2 separate regions of the Gasterosteus aculeatus genome follow, and region 2 is linked to region 1. Evidence: chromatin contacts called from public Hi-C data. All regions are on one chromosome and are shown on one strand. Each heading gives the region's core, a stretch centred on a gene start, on an enhancer-like site or on the middle of the called end of the contact. The rest is flanking DNA. Distances are from core to core; before and after follow the strand shown. Region 1 overlaps angpt1 (angiopoietin 1). Region 2 holds the start of sdc2 (syndecan 2).

Evidence for each region. Hi-C and Micro-C count contacts between places; a contact is called where the count stands out from the background.
Region 2: a contact with region 1 is called in a Hi-C map of liver, with 5 times the contacts expected there. The contact joins the promoter of sdc2 here to the enhancer-like site in region 1. A contact is called at or near these places in 4 of 6 Hi-C or Micro-C datasets (liver, skeletal muscle, tail fin and 1 more).

Annotation. Positions count from the first base shown.
Region 1 is chr10:5,987,229-5,989,975 of fGasAcu3.hap1.1, reverse strand. All of the region lies in intron 2 of angpt1 (angiopoietin 1), which reads left to right. Among protein-coding and RNA genes, the nearest start is that of LOC144383543, 16 kb to the left of the region's middle. Within about 2 kb of position 1,390, at least 3 of the 9 cell types and tissues checked have open chromatin away from gene starts, as enhancers often do. A contact at or near this core is called in liver, where this site is marked.
Region 2 is chr10:6,080,142-6,082,888 of fGasAcu3.hap1.1, reverse strand. It overlaps sdc2 (syndecan 2), which reads left to right and starts at 1,334. Exons shown (of 4, transcript XM_078081352.1): 1 at 1,334-1,583. The coding sequence starts at 1,524.

The DNA of each region.
Region 1 (2,747 bases), core at 141-2,640:
CTTCCCCCGGCCCCCTTCCCATGTGGCCCTGCCTGTCTGTTCCCGGAGGCCCCCAGAATCACATGACTTGAGCGGAGGCACAAGAAGCGCTCAGAGGCCGAAGCGCGGCGCAGGCTTCCCATCAAAGCTCCGGGAACACCGCGCTCCGAGCTAAGTCAACTTGGCCGCGTCTGGGGCTCAAATATTTGAGCAGCGCTCGGCGGGCCGGGCGCCACTGGCAGAGCATCACAGGAATCCCACGTCCAAAACAGAAATCCGGGGGTTGGAGAAGTGGGTGGAGAGGGTGTCTGAACGCTGGGAATGTTTGTACACAGGTCTCTGCAGTCCCTCTCCCTCCCGGTTCCTAAGTTATCCAGCACACTTAGAGTTTAAAGTCTGTAACTTTTAAGTTACCCAACTGTAAAAAGAGGTGAAGAACTCTGTTGCACTTCCTGCGATGGAGGAACAGCCTAGAGGGCTACAGACAGAGCTTCAAGCTACAAGAGATACATTTGCTGTCATCTCGGTAATGGGAAAATCAATAAATTCACATTTAGTTGCAAAGTTTGACTGCAGTGTGTTCTCACGAGTCAGCGTGTTGTGACAGAATGGGAAATGACTTCCACCACATAAGTGCTACACCGTTTGAAGAGACCAGGTCGTAATTAATACACACAACCAGAGGAGGCAATATCTCCAAACACGATGGAGAACCCGGCTAAACTCATTCAAAGGCTAACTAAGTTAGAGCAGCGGCAGCAGCTGCAATCTCACCCTTTGGCTCGAGGGGAATTGAAACAATTGGATGTCAACCTTTATTTTAAAGATATAAAATGTGACATGAATGCATTGTGTTAGAATGTAGCACTGGGACCTACAGAGATACAGTTATGGTTCGATAAGTCTGCTTTATCGTGTAGCTTTTACGTAAAATAATCTGCCTACTCTGCATTAATTCCTTCTTAAATCCTGCTTCATAAGTTTTACATTAGTTTTACACTCAAATGTCAGCACTTGGCCAGCCAGCGTGAAATCCAACCCAGTTTATTCCCAATTTACTGCTTGTGTACTTTTTTACCAGTTTGCATCAAGTAGCCAAAGCTACTAAAAATCTGTTACTGACAGTTTCGGTAGTGGAAAAGTATCCCGCTGTCTAGTTGTGTCTTAAAGGCAATTTAAAACGTGTGTGTGTGTGTGTGTGTGTGTGTGTGTGTCTGTGTGTGTGAGATCAGATTCTGAGCCTCCGGCCTGTGACGCTGATCTCAAGCGCTCCATTGTGGACGACATGCTGATTCCTAAGATGCGTCTCTTAGAGAGGGCAGCTTATCATAGGGCCACAAATAGAACTATATACGGTTTAAACTTTCTTCCCTGTTTTGGTATTACTTCACTATTTTCTCATATTGATCACAGGCTATGATGCCGTAGTACAGCTGGAGGCAACAACATGAAATACATGTATCTTTCCCCCAAGTAGCACCTCAGAGTTTCCACCCACCTCACCTATTGCCCACAAGACCAGCCTCCCACATGCTGGTGCATTTCAGAAGGACAGATGTCAGGTTTTATGTTGATACTTTAGTGCCACCTAGTGGTCAATCAGAACATTTGACAAAATCCCCGTACTCACCGACAAATGCATGACGGGACCCCCCCACTCCCCCCCCACGTGCTCACGCATACCTGTTTGTTCTCCACTCACGCAGCCTGGTTTGTGTCCAACAACCCACCGAGGGATATTTTGGGACCTTAGCCCCCTCTGCTCCCTCTTATGGAAAGTTAGACAGGACACAGGCAGCCTGAACATCACCACCTCCACCACCTCCACCTCTGTGGTGCAGCCTCACATGACTACGAGACATAAACAAACCAGAGACCAACCTCTCCCTCGGGGTGGAGTGAAAAGCAGTTTCCTTCAATACAGCTGGGACCTGGAGGGGAAATGGTCGCTGTTTGTGTGTGTGTGTGTGTGTGTGTGTGTGTGTGTGTGTGTGTGTGTGTGTGTGTGTGTGTGTGTGTGTCACCGTTGAGTTCACAACCTAATCCAGTCTGACCTCAGCATCTTTCTTTAAACACACACACGGACTCTGGGCTTCGTGGTCTGTTATTGTTGACCTTGGATTCCCAGTTGAGAACATACCGACCCGACAGCAGGCCGGTTTTCCCAACATCTCGAAAGCGTATTCTTTTTTTTTTTTAAAGGTTTGATTCCAATTAGAATGAAGTCATCCATGAAATCGGTCAACAGACAGTGACTAACACTAATAACAGCTGTGTGTGTGTGTGTGTGTGTGAGAGAGAGAGTCTGTTGTTTCTGCTGGTTGGATTAACACCAACATGAATTACTATACAATGTTTTTCATTGTTTTGGCTCTGTACCTTAGACATTAAAGTGGCTATGAGCGACGCTCACAGCGCATCAGAGGGTGCTGGTGTGTCGGGGGGGGTCGCTCCTCACGGGGCTCTACGGTTCTCCTTCTGCTGCGTGGGGACTTTCCGCTCGTTGTTCTGTTTTTTGGGGCTCTCACCGTAACGGTTTAGAGGCACTGCTGCAGCTCCAGAATATGGCCTTTTAATTATTGGTGCCGGCAGTGCAGTGTTGGCACTTTTCATTGGTGTGTTCATCACATTTTAATGTACATTTGTCATATTTTCTAGTGTTAAATAACGTCTTTCACTTGCGCTGTGGTAATTGTCACTCAGCCGTCAACAAGACAAGTTCCATGTTGTGTAATATTCTTGGACATAAATCTTACTCTGCAATATTT
Region 2 (2,747 bases), core at 85-2,584, 93 kb before region 1:
GTAACGCTTTCTGTTTGTCTCTCCGCCTCAGCGTTAAAGGTGAATGAGCGGAACCGGGTCAATGACGTTGATATTGGGGTCACTCGGCAGTTCAGCTGAGCATGACTAATCACATCTCTGCAAAAACTTAAGGACACGAGTACGATTTTGCGGTAGCACCACCAATGCACGAATGTCCAGTGCGTTCCGTATTACTGGCGTGCGTGCGGGTCTCTGGCACATGTACCTGAAGGTCACCTTCTACGTGCCGTATGTGTGTGGCTAAAGCATTTAGTTTGGCAGTACTTGTGATCAGGGGAGTTGTAGGGTTCACTGTGCACAAAGGGCAGTCTGTTATTGAGCGGGATTAGTGGTTCTGGGAAAACGTTGTTTGCGCTGTTCTGAATGGATTTTAGCGATGTGAATGGAAGTGGAAGATGAATTACCGGCTACCGCGTTGCGTTGGAAAAGGGTCACACTTTCTTTAAATGAGTGGAACAATATATCTACACTACCCCTGTAATCAGGCAGCAGTTGCACAGGTTGTAGAGTGTTAAGCAAAAAGGGGAATGTGTGAGACGGAGGTTCGTAAAGCAAACAGAGAATCTCTCAGAGAGGAAGACATTTACATCCGACGCACCGGTTTCTGTGAAGCTGCTACGTCCGGTAACAGTGATGAAGCTACAGCTTTGACGAAGGCGTTCTAGAACTGTTTAATCTTTCACTTAAAACACCAAGTACTCCCACTCAAGCCCGTGACTGTGTACAAGCCCCCGAACTGAGGTGGGCCGAAGGTCAACGTTCCGATCAGGGTAAATCTAACCCTCTATGTTCGTTTTTGTACAACCAATTCAATAAAACCGATTTAAACAAAAAACGTGATATTTTGTAGATTATGAGAGGGAGGAATTCATTCACACCAGCAGGGGGAGACTTCGCCCACTAATGGCTGAAGTCAGTAGGGGGGAGGATGGGGGGGGGGTCCTAGTCATTAAATGATGTAACTAACTCCATCTCTGCATGTTGTTTATTCATAGCATATATAAATGGATGTTATGGTATGGCCCAAAACAGCAGCAACATAATAAAGACGAACGTCCTTGTCATTTAGTGCAAGAATCTCCGATGAGGGGGAGGAGGGGGGGGGGGGGCAATTAACCTCTAAGTATACAGAAAACTTCAATAATCAACCTGTGAATACACGTATTTACAGCACGCCAATGCGCAACATAATTGGTCGGTTATGATGGCTGTTCAATTATTGACTCCCCCTTTTTTGTGTTTCGCTACTTTGTTGCGGGGGAGAGAGAGAGAGAGAGAGAGAGGGGGGGGGGGGGGGGGAGTGGGGAGGGGTGGGGGGATAAGCAGAACGCAACACGTATCCGGTGGGATTCCGCTCCTGAGAGAGACACAAGCGGCAGGAGTTGGAGCAAAGGGTTCAAGGAGAGCGAGCGGGAGAGAGAGACGAAGAGGAAGAGGAAGAGGAGGGGGACATTTTGGCATTTCGCTCGTAACAGCGCGTTTATAATTCGCAAAGAGGAATAATGAGGAGCGTTTGGATAATTTTGACCCTCGGGCTGGCCGCCTTCCTCTCCGGAGAAAGGGTGAGTTGTTGGAAAGCAAACTTCACAAATAGCGGTGTGTGTGTGTGTGTGTGTGTGTGTGTGTGTGAGAGGGGGGGCCTTGGGTCCGCGGACGGACCACTCGCTGCTTTATTGCATTGTCTGTTTGCTGGAAGAATAAAAGATTTCCCGTTTTGTTTCGGTGTTGCTCGCGCGGAGTCTCCGCGGGCTTTGCAGCGACTCCTCGGGGATCAGCGCCGGGGACCGAAATAGAGCTCCGGCTCCGCGCGCGCGCTCCCCCCGCGTGCAGCTTTAAAGGGACCTTTTTCCGCGGACGCAGTGCATCCAAAGAGCCGCGGCGTCTCTCCCGGTTGAACGTCCCCCTCGAAGCAGCGGCGCAGCAGTGCGTTAAAGACGCGCTCCGGAGGCCGCGGTGTAACTTTTACCTGCCGTGTGAGTTGCGCGCGTCGCAGCGGTGCTGCGGTGATTCGCTGCCGTGATGCTGATTCCCGTGACCGCTGTGGACGGGTCCGTGCTCACTGAAATGAGCGCATCATTTAGGAGATGTCAACGTCACTGGAGCCACACAGCTTCTTTTCAAAAAGAAAATCATTGATGCTTGTAACGTTTTAATAAATAATTTTGTATTAAAAACGCTATTTACTGCCCATTGTTTTATCATCAGCCATTGTTTAAACCAAATGATCATTGCTGTTTCCTTGATTCGGTGTCGGGTCCTGCTCGGCGTTGAGGCTCCTGGCTGCAAATGTTGGAATGACACATTTTTGGCCCTTTGGAGTGCGGCCCCTGTCATTATGGCCCCCTCCTGTTGTTCCTCCGTGGGTTGCGACTTGTCGCTCGGCGCGGTGCCTCCTCCTCTGTTCAAGCTGCTGATTAGGATTCAGACACTGTTGTTTTTTAATGACTCATGGTCTTGCACGAGGTCACCAGGAGTACATTTTTGACGTGTTTTCTTTCATTTCGTGCACAACAGTGCGGCTCTTTTATCGAGCGTGTCCATGCATTGGCCCAAGTATAAAGCGGGCGACCATGAAAGAGTACTGCGTAAGTCACAGGGTCCAAAACTACAACAAGAGGTGGGGAAACATTGGATTGCAGCACAGCGTACAGGGGGATGTTTTCCTAAACACGTGGAGTACAGTAGCCTTTCCCCACATGAATTTTGGCAAAATATGGAATCATCCA